3 separate regions of the Mus musculus genome follow, and all the other regions are linked to region 1. The links are chromatin contacts, called in public HiChIP or PLAC-seq and promoter capture Hi-C maps. All regions are on one chromosome and are shown on one strand. The core of a region is the stretch at or near the end of the contact, and the rest is flanking DNA. Distances in the headings are between cores, read along the strand shown.

Region 1 (4,366 bases), core at 1,311-3,810:
CTGAGATTAAAAGTGTGCACCACCATGCTGGGCTTAATTTCGTTCTTGAATTCTCATCTACAGTTGAAGTTTGTTTACTATCTCACCTCTTGGGACGTGTAGTGTCTGGAACACATGTGGATGTAATTAACAAACCAGTGAAGTCCAGAGCTAGAAGCAGCCTCGGCTCTTTCAGGCACCAGCGACTTGTTACAGATACATTCATTCCCGTATACCTTCATTGTGAAAGAGGTAGGTGAGCAGAGGGCATTAAGGAATTGGTTTGTAATCCCTACACTGGTTTGGCTGCCTCAGTTTTTAGATTGGACATTGGACAGGTAAGATGGCATTTTTATCTGTAGTTGTAAGTAATTCAGCTCAAAGCTAATGGGGAGACCTGAGTGACTTTTTTTGTTTTTTCGAGACAGGGTTTCTCTGTATAGCCCTGGCTGTTCTGGAATTCACTTTGTAGACCAGGCTGGCCTCAAACTCAGAAATCCAACTGCCTCTGCCTCCCAAGTGCTGGGATTAAAGGTATGTGCCACCCACGCCCAGCAGGATGTACTCTTTAACTATTGATTCATCTTTGTAGCTCTGTAGATGCCTTTTAACATTACCTGTTTCTGTGACTGTTGGGACATGCGTGTACTCTACCTCCTTAGGCTCTGGCTCTGTTAAACTTGACTATGACTGTAAGCTGGAGTGAACCCAAGACACCAGGGTCTACTTCCCTTTTTGTCCTTTGGCTCTGAGTTGGGAAATGGGTCTTGAGAAAGCTGCAGTATTAGCCAAGCATGGTCGAGCACGCCTTTAATCCCAGCACTCAGGAGGCAGAGGCAGACGGATTTCTGAGGCCAACCTGGTCTACAGAGTGAGCTCCAGGATAGCCAGGGCTACACAGAGAAACCCTGTCTAGAAAAAAACCAAACCAACCAACCAAATAAACAAACAAAAAGAAAGCTGCTGTATGTGCTGTATAGGTGCCCAGTTTAGGAAGAAGCTACATCGGCCTCTTAGGGTTAGCTCTGGCTTGTGATCAGGTGGTGAAAACACAGCAGTGTATTTTCAGGCTACCAACCAATACCCTTCCCTTAGAATGGGGGCTTCTCTCTCCAGCCTGTCCTTGAGTTCCTGGTCTTCCAAAGAACAGATGCTGTCACCTTGGTTCTTTTGAACCCATTAGCAACATTCCTTGGATCCTTCATCCTGTCTCATGATTTGCTTGTGTTTTGTTTTCTTGGTGGGGTCAGGCTCCTGATGTGTCGCCAACAGGGTAACATGGAGTTCTTAGTGACCAAGCAAAGTGGTCTGGATAGACAGAGGATTTTTTTTCTCTTTTTTTTTTTTTTTTGGTTTGTTTTGTTTTTCGAGACAGGGTTTCTCTGTCTCCTGGAAGTCCTGGAGCTCACTCTTTAGACCAGGCTGGCCTTGAACTCAGAAATCTGCTGTCTCTGCCTCCCAAGTGCAGAGATTAAAGGCACGTGCCACCACTGCCCAGTTTAGACAGGGGCTTTAATCAAGAAGCTTAGCCTGGTTTTATCAGTCATCTCCAGGAGGTGGGGTGAGGCTAAGAGGGCAAAACAGAAGTATTAAAGAGTCTTCTGACTAGGAAGATAGGGGTGTTTGCAGCCATTTTCCTTTTCTGTGGTTCTGTGGGTTGGTAGCAGAGCCATTTGCCCAGCACAGGCGGGACGGAGAGGCGTTACTTCAAATATTTGTGTCACCCAGGAAACTGAAAAGGATATTGAAAGTAAAGGGGAAGGGGTGGGAAGATTATTTACAGTCTGGCCATTTAGGAAAATTACGTTTCGCCAGTTATCTTTCAATAAAAATTAAAGTTGGAAGGTGAGCTGGCTCCGTGGGTCGCTAAACCTGAGAGAATCTGATTTCAAGGCCCCCATGGTGGAAGAACTGACTCCAGAAAGCTGCTTCTCTCCTCCACACCCATGTCGTGGCTCATCCCTCCTCAACACAAATAAACAAACAAAAATAGTTGCCCTGTCTGCTCCAACAAAACAAGTAAACCTGGAAATCAAAAAAAGAAAACCCTCACGATTCTGTTTTTAAAAATACCTCTCTGTACACGTGAGGTTAACCTCTCCAACTATGGGCCCACCTTAGATGAGTGTTTAGAGTTTCAATAAAAACCTAGTTACCTTCCAACCAACTTTGGGATAAGTGGCTTCCTCTGAGACACAGCTAACTCATTGAACAAGAGAGGAGTGGGTTTCGCCCCCGTGGGTTGATGCTAGAGGAGCAGAGCTGGTAGCCAGGGCGCCTAAAGGGAGTAGGCTTTGGACTAGGGGCCTAGGGAGGGGCTGCTGGGACAAGCCAGCCAGCTCCAAGCTAAACCAGGCTCCCATGGAGGCGGGGTCAGGCTCCATAGGCCACATACACTTAGGCGGGGCCAAGCCAGCTGGGACCCAGCTACAACCGAGACCTGATCCTTGCCTGGCGCCAACTCCGTGTTCCAGAGGCTTCCGCTAGACCACAATTCTCAGGGGCTCACCCGGACCGCCTCCCTCCCTAACTTAGCCTCTCCTCCCGCGCTGCGAGCCGTGGCTGCGCCTCTGCGAATGGCATTCTGGGAAATGTAGTTCTAGCTAAGCTCACTAAGGCGTATAAGGAGCATACTGGGACTACGTTTCCCTGAGTGCAGCGGGACGGGCGAGGGAAGGCAAGGGGGAAGGGACAGTCGGTCGCAGACCGCGCTGGGTTGCCGCCGCCGCTGCCGCCATCGTGCCAGCCCCACGGGTGAGTGTTGGGGCCAGCGCTCCGGGGCGGGGGCTGGGCCGCAGGAGCCGCGCTCTAGGCCGCCGGGAGCTTCTGCTTCGAGGCCCTGGGAGGCCCCTCCCCTCTTCACACCCCCACGGCGGCCCGAAGAGGCACGGGGCCCGCACCATGTGTCGCGCGCGGCTCCGCCTACCGCGGATTGTCTGCGGCCGCGGCCCGGGGAATGCTGAGAGCCTGATGGACGGCTGTCCGGGCCACCCTGTGTCTTGGCTGATGGCCAGATCTTTTTCTTTTGTCCGGACGATCAGGATAGCTCTCAGGGCCCGGCCCTGTGTGGCCTTGCCTGGCTTGCTCGAATCCTGCAACCTCTGCAGGCAGGTTGGCGGGCCGATCCCAGACCCACGTCCCACCACCCGCCGGCGAAGATCCGGGGATGGGCAACGCCACCCAGCTCGCTCCAGAGCCAGCATGGGTAAGGGTGGCCCTCCTGCCGCTGCTGGGGCTTGGGACCATTGCCCGGTTCCAAACCATAGCCCGGCTAGGATGTAGGTGAACGCTTCTCTGCTTGATTGCCTGCTGGGAGTGCACGAAACTTAACCTCTACCTCGGTAGAACCGGTGCTGCAGTGTCCAGCATGGAGGACAAGGGCAGGGATTCTGGGGTGGGAGGGGATGCCTCGTGGGACTTTACCTCTAGCTAGTCCTGGAAAATAAGGACCTAGTATCTTTGGAGAGGCAGCTCCAATCTTATCCATGACTAGACTCCAGCTCTGGGGTGGGTTGTGTGAGCCTCCAGTGTTTTTGTTAGATTTCTCAGTCAGGGCCCAATTCTAAAGTACGTTAGAACCTCCTAGAGTTAGCAGGAAGATGACTCCTTACTGAAGTGATGAGGTCGGATTTAATTCATGAAGAAATGGACTCCATGCTTGAGGTTTTTGAGCCCAGAGAAGGTGGAAGGGGCCTTGTGCCTATGGCACTGGCTTAGACTGTTTTTGCCTTTTGAAGTTGTTTTGTAGATCTAGAACTAGAAGTCACGATGTCTGCTTTCTCTTCACGTGTGCTAGGGCTGCCTGTGAACAGTCAAGAAGCTGGATGGGTCTAGAGAAAGTACCTTAGCAATGGCACCTCAGGTCATCCATCACCTTGAATTCCTGGAGATGTAGTGTATTTGACTAGTTACTAGTAGGCAGGCTTTGAGAATGCACTTCTGTTTTGAGTGATGATTAGGAACTAGTGGAGAAAAGCTCCCAGGACTTGGCAGAAAGCATCTCTTGTCAGGTTGAATTCTCTGGTCTGTTGCTGGCTTCTGTGTCACAGTTCTTAAAAGGCCTAAGAGGTCCCAGAGACCTGGGCAAGCAGAGTGCCCAGTCTCTTAGGATGACTGACTTAGGGCCAGAAAGCTGAAAGCCACTATCTTTAGCGCCCCCTGCTCCCTGAATATTTCCTCAGTACTGTTGCTCTGGCTTTCACTTGATTTTTTTTTTCCCCCTCCAGTACAGTTCTCTGTCCAGTCATTCTCCCTAGTCAAAGGCCACAAGCAAATTGCTCAGCTCTCACCAGGGCCTACCTTCTATGGACTGACTCAGCTTCTTAATCTCTATTATAGCTGTTAAGCACATGGAAGTAAGGCTTAGCCAATAGGCTCTGGAGAGACT
Region 2 (4,641 bases), core at 314-2,813, 180 kb after region 1:
GTACATGTACATTTGAAATCCCAGCAGTTGGGAGGAGGAGGCAGGCGTGTTAGGGATTCAATGTCAGGTTGGACTAAGACCTTGTCTCAAAAGATCAAAGCCAAACAAAGCACAGAGAGGAAAGAGGAAATTGCTTAAGACCCTTTTTCAAATGTGTGGCAGACAAAGCCAACTTCAGAAGCTATGGCTTTGTGACTCCTAGCCGCAGCATTAGTGTTCCTTCTCTGTGATACCTGATGCTACAGGAGGCTATGGTAGTTCTTGAGATCCTAGCCACAGTTCAGTAACAGCCTAGGCTTTAGAGCCTGCAGTCAGAGGCCCTGTGTAGAACGGAGGGGACAACTGTGGATCTCAGAATGGTTTCCACACTCCATGCCTAGCTGGAGTGAGAGTTTTTCTGATGGATCCTCATGGGCCTGGCAGTGTCCCCCTTCCTTAAAGTACTAAGTGATGTCTCACAAGAGGCTCCAGTTCACGTGTACACACAGGCGGTTTCCCTCTCTTCCATCACCTGACTAAGTAGGCCAGTGATGTTGCCCCTGCCCCACGTAAAGAACACATTTGGTAAGAGGCAGCAGGAATGCACGCCGTCTCAGAAGCTTGCTTCATTCTGCTACGGTCACGTGTGCCAGCTTGGCCTAGTGAGTGCTCTTTACTTCATGAAAGAGAGGCTTCAGGCTTCCACCAAGTTAGATGTGACTTAGGCATGTCGGGCAGGGTTCATTTCACGTCCACACTGTACTGGCAAGCTGGGAACTGGCTGAGAGCTTTGTGGGTACTCTGAAAGTTTTCTCAAGATAAGGTTGCTCACGTGGGGTCAGGAAAAAACTATGGAAATACATAGTGATAGTGGCTTAACTATACTGTGAAGGTAACTGGATTACTTACACTTAAAAGTGTTTCACAGGACTTTAATCCCAAATGTAGGGAGTAGGGCAGAAGCAGGTGGATCCCTGAGTTCGAGGCCGGCCTGGTCTACAGAGCGAGTTCCAGGACAGCCAGCGCTACACAGAGAAACCCTGTCTTGAAATAAACTGAAGAAAAAAAAAAGGTAGCAGATACTTATAATGTTAATCAGTACTGAAGAGGCTGAAGCAGGAGGGTTTTGAGTTTGAGGCATCCTGCACTGTGTAACAGAGTCCAAGACAGTCTGGGGTACACAGTGAAACCCATCTCTAGAACCAAGAAGTTAAGGGTGGGACAGAGCTAATAATGGCAAATTTCCTTCCTTCCTTCCTTCCTTCCTTCCTTCCTTCCTTCCTTCTTTCCTTTTTTTTTTTTTTGAGAGAGAGAGAGAGAGAGAAAGAGAGAGAGAGAGAGAGAGAGAATCTTATGTATTTTAGGCTAGCCAGTAGATCTGGTGAGACAAGCCTGCTCATGGTTGGATATTCTGTTCCTCACTAGATGTGAATTTCATCCCTAGTCCTAGTCCTTCCCCTCCTCTGGCAGGGACATGTGACATGATTTAGCTCTGGGTGGTGGCGTGTCCACACTGCTAAGACAGCCTCAGGTTGCCTGTTCTTCCCTCATGTGGTCCTAGCAAGTGACCGGGTCTTTCACTTCCCTAATCTCCTTCCTGGTTGTGAATGTGAATGTGAACAGGAATGCCTAGAAAGTACCTAGAGCTACTTAGAATGAATCAAAAGGGAGCCCTCTAAGGCTGAGAACTGTATCAAACCACTTGGTATTTTCGTCATTGCATTTCAAAGGTTCAAAGTTAGCACTCGCCAGGGAACCTTCTAGATATGTTGCTGTGAACCAGAGTTATTAAACTAATGTGGAATTGATTGATTGATTGATTGATTGATTGATTGATGTGTTTTGCGATAAGGTCTCACGTACTCTGGGCTCCTTATGATTCAAGAATGACCTTGGACTCCTGCTCCTCCTGCCTTTACCTCCCAAGTGCTGAGGCATGTGCCAGCATGCCTAGCTGGAGTGAGAGTTTTTCTGATGGATCCTCATGGGCCTGGCAGTGTCCCCCTTCCTTAAAGTACAAATTTAAGGCTTGCCAGGATGACTCTGGGCAATCAGGTCTAGTCTGCTGTGTGAGGCAGCACCTGGAGAGTGTTCCTGCCCGCCTGGCCAGCAGGGAGGGTCTTGGTGGTGAACTGTTGGCCTTTCAACAGTTTCATATCCTTAGCTCTCAGATAAGGCCTGTTTTACTGTAACCGGCTCTCCGCTGCCCTCATCTGTCTAGAATTCAGGTAAATGCAAGTCCTCCTGCCTGCCTGGTAGCTGTTGCCTAGGAGGCACCTTTTGCAGGGTAGGAGTCCAGTGTTTGAGATCACCTTCCTCACACTCGTGCCTGACCTGAGATTTTTGATGTAGGAAGAAGATAGCAATGCCATAGACATTCAGGCCGGGTTGTCTCTCTCTTGGTCTCTGATTCTCACGTTGCCATGTCATGCTGCCTCCTTGACTATTTTCCCGTGTTAACGTCTTGATCTTTCTTTGCAACCTTTCCTAATTGTTATATAAGAAGCATTTAAAAACATGTTAAAAGTGTCATATTTTCCTTTTCCAGTTTATATATTTGTTTGTTTGTTTGTTTGTTTTTTGGTTTTTCGAGACAGGGTTTCTCTGTACAGCCCTGGCTGTCTTGGAACTCACTTTGTAGACCAGGTTGGCCTCGAACTCAGAAATCCTCCTGCCTCTGCCTCCTGAGTGCTGGGATTAAAGGCATGCGCCACCACGCCCGGCTTCCAGTTTATATATTTGTATATATGACTTTTCAAAATAGGAGGATTCATGAGGACAGAGCCTAGGCTCCTAAAGACCTTCCTTTCCCATTCTGGTTCTTGGGCTGCCACCCAGGGACTATTCCTTTTACTCAGAAAGGAAGCTGCCAGTTGCTGGGCAGTGGTGGCACATGCCTTTGACCCCAGAGAGAGATGAATCTTAGAATTCAAGGCTAGACTGGTCTACAGAGTGAGTTCTAGGACAGTCAGGGCTACACGGAGAAACCCTATCTTTAAAAAAAAAGAAAGAAAGAAAGAAAGAAAGAAAGAAAGAAAGAAAGAAAGAAAGAAAAGAAAAGAAGAGAAAAGGAAAAAAAAGAGAGCTGTTAGTCATGTGTTCATAAACAGGACTAGGCCCCAGGATTATGTTGAGTGTATTAGGCAATGATTTTGAAAATACAGGTTTCTAAGCTCTGTCCCTAGAGAACCATTCAGGAACTAATGTGATGGCTCTAAGAGTCTGTTATTTAAGCTTTCCAGGTAATTCTGATGTTTTTCCTGGCAAAGAATCACTGTGTTCCACACAGAACTGCATGCAGGCTCATTCACTCACTCACTCACACTCACACACACACACACACACACACACACACACCAGGCAAGGACTTGCTAGTGTTGAAATTTTAGCCCCCCAGAACAGAGGTTGACTCCTTGTCTCGTGGAAATTACATGTAAATCATAAGACAGGTAATAGCAAGTGCTGTTCCTCTCCGGTGTGCATGGGTCTTGTAGGTGTACACAGGTCTTGTGTAGGTGTGTTAACTATTGCGGGCAGTGTGGTTTGCTCCAGACAGATGTTCCTGTCTGCTCTTCTTTGCAGATCCTCAGCACTCTTGTTAAAGGGACACACAGACCTGTGACCTGTAAAATCCGAATCCTGCCCTCGGTAAGACTGTGACATTTGAAGGTCTGTACGTTAGGCTGTATGGGGTCCGGTGGTGGAACTGAGCCGACTTTAGGAGTCAGCAGCTCTTTCCTTGGGTCCTTAATGACCACCTTGTGCTGGCATCTTTCTCACCCAGCTGGAAGATACCCTGAACTTGGTGAAGCGGATAGAGAGGACTGGCATTTCAGCCATTGCAGTTCATGGGAGGTGAGTGACTGACTGGCAGGGAGATTCCTCACCATCACTCAACAGACCCTTCGAGACCAACAGCTTCTCTGTGTATTTAGCCTAGGTCTCTGATAGCCTGTGAATCCAGAGAACATTTAAATTCTGCATGGGTTTGCATTTGTTCATTCATTGAGAACTTTCTGATGCTAGCTAGACACAAACTTCAGGCATTGCAAACACAAGAGAGGGGGCTAGAGCAATGGCTCAGTGGTTAAGAGCACTGACTGCTCTTCCAGAGGTCCTGAGTTCAGTTTCCAGCAACCGAAACCACGTGGTGGCTCACAACCATCTGTAATGGGATCTGGCACCCTCTTTTGGTGTGTCTGAAGACAGCTACAGTGTTCTTACATATAATAAATAAATCTTTAAAAAAAAAAAAAGAAACACAAGAGAAAGAGAAGGAGCCTGGCTCAGGATGCTTAAGTGTACAAGACATGCAGTGTGCTTAAAACCCATCCGTGAGAGCCAAGCGTGGTGGACTGAAAACATTTACATCTTAGGGGTTTTTCTCCCTTCCTCCTTCCCTTCCCTTCCCTTCCCTTTCCCTCCCTCCCTCCCTCCCTCCCTCCCTCCCTCCCTCCCTCCCTCCCTCCCTCCCTCCCTCCTTCCCTTCCTTCCTTCCTTCCTTCCTTCCTTCCTTCCTTCCTTCCTTCCTTCCTTCCTTCTTTCCTTTCTTCCTATTTTTAAAGTGCTGAGATTATATCCAGTGCCTTCCACATGCCAGGCAATGCTTTACCACTGAGTATTTTTGGTTTGGTTTTATTGTTACTATAAAGTCTCATAGAG
Region 3 (4,519 bases), core at 845-3,344, 210 kb before region 1:
CCCTGCCTCCTGAGTGCTGAGATTAAAGGCTTGTGCTAGCCCCCCCCCCCTTTTTTTTTTTTTTTTTTTAAACACATCTATCTATTTATCTGCAAGCTGGCATGATATCACACACTTAGAATTCTTTTTTTTTTAAAACAGTAAGCTATCTCCTTTTTTTTTTTTTTTAGGATTTATTTATTTTTATTATATGTAAATACACTGTAGCTGTCTTCAGACACTCCAGAAGAGGGAGTCAGATCTCATTATGGATGGTTGTGAGCCATCATGTGGTTGCTGGGATTTGAACTTCGGACCTTTGGAAGAGCAGTCAGGTGCTCTTACCCACTGAGCCATCTCACCAGCCCACACACTTAGAATTCTAACCCAGGTAGCGTTCTTTTTTTTTTTTTTTTTTTTTTTTTAAATAAAAAAAATACATGTAATTTTAAGCTTGTGTGATAGCACACACTTGTAATCTTAACACTCTTTGGAGGCTGAGGTAGAAGATTCACAAGCAGCTTGGCCATAATGAAATATCTCTTTAAAAAAAAGAAAGGAGGGAAGAAAAAGCAAAAGAAAGAAGAGAAAAATTGCCAGGTGTAGAGGCAAAAGACCAGCCTGGTATACAGATGGAGTTCCAGGACAGCCAAGGTGACGACACAGAGCACTTAAAGTCTTTTTTAGAAAAATACCTGGAAGCTGGGATAGGCAGAGGCAGGTGGATCTCTGAATTTGAGGTCAGCCTGGTGTACAGGGTGAGTTTTAGGACAGCCAAAGATACACAGAGAGATGCTGTCTTGAAAAACAAAACAAAAGATCTGCAAAGTAAATTGAGTTACACGAGCTGCTCAGAGGCAAGAGGCAGGAAAGACTTAAAAGTTTCAAGACTAGCCTGATTTACGTAGTAAGTTGCAAATCAAAGTATCTGCCTCGTTTTCTGCCTTATGTTGATATCTCATGGTTCATATTGACCTTTGTTCAGTGACCTTCATGTTAGACTTTCATAATTGTTGCTTTAAAAAAAATTTTTTTTTTTTTTTTTTTTTTTTTTTTTTGGTTTTTCGAGACAGGGTTTCTCTGTATAGCCCTGGCTGTCCTGGAACTCACTTTGTAGACCAGGCTAGCCTCGAACTCAGAAATCTGCCTGCCTCTGCCTCCCGAGTGCTGGGACTAAAGGTGTGCGCCACGCCTGGCTCAAAAAAAAATTTGTTTTAAGCCAGTAAAAACTTGGTGCTACTGTTCCCTCCTTTTATTACTTTCCTGTTTTCTTTCCTTGGTTTCTTGTAGCCTCAGGCTGGCCTTGAGCTCCAGTCTTTCTGCCTCTATCTTCTGAGTGCTGAGGTTGGAGGCACTTTGCATGGTTTATATGGTTCTGAGATTCAAACCCAGTGTTTAGTATCTATCAAACCAAGTCCTCTCTACTGATTGAACTACTTGAGGGCTCCTTTGTCTTCTTGAGACAGGGTCTTAAGTGGGCAGCTCCAGTTGGCTTGATATATATAGGATATCCCCAGCTGAGGCTACCTACTTTTATTTTTTTCAGAGCTGAGGACCAATCCCAGGGCCTTGCACTTGCTAGGCAAGCACTCTACCACTGAGCTAGATCCCAATTGACTTTTGTTTGTTTGCATAGTGTATATATTATGCCTGGCTTGCTACCATAGGTTTATAATCTGAGCTACTTGAGAGGCTAAGGCAGGATCATAAGTTGGTCAGTCAACTGGAGTCTGTTTTACAAACAAAGTCACAACTTTTTGTTTAACATTCTATCTGTTTTCTGTAACAAATAATTAAGACTGTCTTGTTAATCATTCTCTCCATGCTAGGCAGGCACTTTGTCACTGGGCACCTTATATTCCCAGTTCATGAAGGACTTTTGTTGTTATTGTTGTTTACAGTGTAAATTTATAATAAGAATGAATTTCTCATATAAGCTGTGAAGCAGACGTTACAATATATGGTACATATAGGACTTTTGAGCTAGGGTTTCATACAGCTTAGATTGGCTTCCAGCTTTGTGGCCAGTGATGGCCCTGGCTCCAGATCCTGCTGCCCTTGTCTCCTGAGTGCTCGCCCCACCACCTCACAGGCCTTACTTCCTGTTGTGAGGCGAGCACTCACATATCCCTGGCTGCTCTGGAACACTATGTAGATCAGGATGACCTCAGCATTCTCAGCAGTCCTCTCTTTCTGCCTTTCATGTGCAGTTACAGGCATGTACCATGAAACCCAGGTTTTTGCTCTCCTCAGCATCTCTATGTATATTGATCGTGTGCCTCTTGTCGCCTGAGTGCTGGGATTAAAGGAATATGCCACTATATCTAGCCAAACCCAGTTTTATCTTATCAGTAACAGATTGTTGAAAATATAACTTTTCTCCCAATGACTAAATGCTGCAGTGATGAATATGAAGTATTTGTTTTGATAGTTTCCTAGGAACAATTGAATACATTTAACTACATTATCTTACATGCTACACTACTAAGATTTATGTAGTCAAAAATTAATACCTGGGCATGTGATTGCAAATTTGATGGTGCTGGTTTGATTTGCTGGGTGGCCAGCTTTTTTACATAGGTTCTGTGAATTAGACTCTGGGTCCTCACATGTGTGACCAATGTTTTACTTAGCTATTTCCCTACCTGTTTTACTTGTTATTTTGTTTTTGCAATACTAGAGACCAAACCCGGGACATCAAAAGTACTTGGCTCCCAACTCTACCTCCCAATTTGATTTCTTACAAAACTAAAACATATGTATATTCTGATAAGTATGTATACCTGAGTATATGTATATACGTGTGCCACAAATGTGCAGCAGTCATGTTTCTTTAAAGAATTCTTTTTTTCTCTCTTTTTCAAGACAGGGCTTCTCTGTGTAGCCTTGGCTGTCCTGGAACTCACTTTGTAGACCAAGCTGGTCTCTATCGAAATCAGAGATCCGCCTGCCTCTGCCTCCCAAGAGCTGGGATTAAAGGCGTGCACCACCACGCCTGGCTCTTTAAAGAAGTCTTAATCTCCCCTTTGGTATTTAATCAGTCACCAATTCTTATAGAAACTTAGGAATTTATCCAAAAAGACATTTTCAGGGGGGACTTTTAAGATTTTTTATTAGAATTTTAGGCAATTAAGGCATGCACAAACAGAGGGTAGTGATGCCCATATTTGTTCTTAGTATTTGGGAGGCAGAGGCAGGGTCTACAAAACAAGTTTCAGGACAGCCAGGGTTACACAGAGAAAACTTGTCTCAAAACAAACAAACAAAAAAGGCATGTTAGTGCTACAGTTCACCTAAATGCCTAAAACGCTCTTTGTCATCTTGGATGGTGGCCTTTAAGGTCCCAGAAGCCTGCCGCCATACAGTAGTTCTCTTATCTTTAAAGAAATCTGTGGAGTAGGTACCATTATTTTTTTACAGAAAGAGAAACTGAGGCAAAGAAGATAATATACTGTAGATCTCCTTGCTTATTGGTAGAAAAAACAAGAATTGGAATTCTGGTGTGTGTTTTGTTATTCTTGGTTTGTGTGTTTGTGCACTCATGAGCACATTTACAGTGGCATGGGTATGTTAGCAGATAACTTGCAGGTATTGGTTGTCTCTACCTAGGGAATCCAGAGTGTTGGATTCAGGTTGTCATGTCTGCCGACTAAAGCAAAGCCATCTCACTAGCACCAAGGTTTTGGTTCTTAATGACTAATTCTGTTTATTCTTACCCTTGGGGGGAACTACCTACTGCTCAGCAATCAAGAATACTGAACTGACAGGACAAGGTGGCACACAAAGTCCCAGCGCTGGGGAGGGGATTCACTTGACCAGTGGATCTGAGTTCGAGGCCAGCCTGATCTACAGAGTGAGTTCCAGGATAGCCAGGGATACAGAGGAAAACAAAACCAAAAATGAGTACTTAACTGCTCTTGCAGAGGACCTAGCTTCAGTTCCTAGCACCTACTAGGTGGAACATAACTGTCTGTAAATACTGTGTCAGGGAATCTGATGCTCTCTTCTGATTTCCTATGGCTCCTGAGTGCAAGACACACACACACACACAAAATATTAAAATAAAAAAATACACTACAATATTTTTCTAATATTAGTGGTTAACAAATCTGATCCCTTTACTCTTTTGTTTTTTGTTTTGTTTTTAGAGACAGTATTTCTCTATGAATCCCTGGCTGTCCTGGAACTTGCTCTGCAGAGCAGACAAGCCTCTAATTCAGAGATTCACCTGCCTCTGCCTCCCAAGTGTGCAAAGGAGCATGCACTGTCTTTATCAGGAGTTTCCATGACCACCTATTAATGGAACCTTTGTCAAAGGTACTTGGAAATTTTGTGTCAGTTTTGAACATGTGCAGCACTCAGCTAATCATGGCACTTAACTATCCCGGGCTTTCCTTTCTTCACGTTATCAGTTACTAATTTCACTGCAACATGACAAACATTGGAAAGTAACTGTTAGACAGCTATAGCCAGTGCTGCCACACTACTTCTATTTCTTTCTTTACTAGTGAGGTTCCAAATATTTTTTCTTTATCTCCCA

What was found. Promoter capture Hi-C pulls out the DNA fragments that hold promoters and counts their contacts. HiChIP or PLAC-seq counts read pairs in DNA pulled down with a chosen protein or histone mark.
Region 2: an H3K4me3 HiChIP or PLAC-seq map of bone marrow-derived macrophages shows a contact between it and region 1, with 2.5 times the contacts expected there. The contact joins the enhancer-like site here to the promoter of Nutf2 in region 1. A contact is called at or near these places in 6 of 39 promoter capture datasets (cranial neural crest, embryonic stem cells, liver and 3 more), 1 of 15 datasets of contacts at CTCF or cohesin (embryonic stem cells), 3 of 484 Hi-C or Micro-C datasets (cerebral cortex, erythroid progenitors and stem cell-derived neural stem cells), 15 of 115 datasets of contacts at active chromatin or transcription factors (the SCID.adh cell line, bone marrow-derived macrophages, cardiomyocytes and 7 more) and 4 of 9 other capture datasets (adipose tissue, liver, macrophages and 1 more).
Region 3: a contact with region 1 is called in a promoter capture Hi-C map of the HPC-7 cell line. The contact joins the enhancer-like site here to the promoter of Nutf2 in region 1. A contact is called at or near these places in 9 of 39 promoter capture datasets (the C10 cell line, the HPC-7 cell line, cranial neural crest and 6 more), 9 of 115 datasets of contacts at active chromatin or transcription factors (the 230-238 cell line, the SCID.adh cell line, bone marrow-derived macrophages and 5 more) and 2 of 9 other capture datasets (adipose tissue and liver).

What each region holds. Positions count from the first base shown.
Region 1 is chr8:105,857,973-105,862,338 of GRCm38.p6, forward strand. Nutf2 (nuclear transport factor 2) reads left to right here and starts at 2,561. Exons shown (of 5, transcript NM_026532.4): 1 at 2,561-2,733.
Region 2 is chr8:106,038,263-106,042,903 of GRCm38.p6, forward strand. Dus2 (dihydrouridine synthase 2) reads left to right here. Exons shown (of 16, transcript NM_025518.4): 8 at 3,562-3,627; 9 at 3,764-3,834. Among named protein-coding and RNA genes, the nearest start is that of Nfatc3, 19 kb to the right of the region's middle. Within about 2 kb of position 1,564, at least 18 of the 459 cell types and tissues checked have an H3K27ac peak or open chromatin away from gene starts, as enhancers often do. A contact at or near this core is called in bone marrow-derived macrophages, where this site is marked.
Region 3 is chr8:105,649,252-105,653,770 of GRCm38.p6, forward strand. All of the region lies in intron 2 of Ctcf (CCCTC-binding factor), which reads left to right. Among named protein-coding and RNA genes, the nearest start is that of Gm5914, 14 kb to the left of the region's middle. Within about 2 kb of position 2,095, at least 11 of the 459 cell types and tissues checked have an H3K27ac peak or open chromatin away from gene starts, as enhancers often do. A contact at or near this core is called in the HPC-7 cell line and bone marrow-derived macrophages, where this site is marked.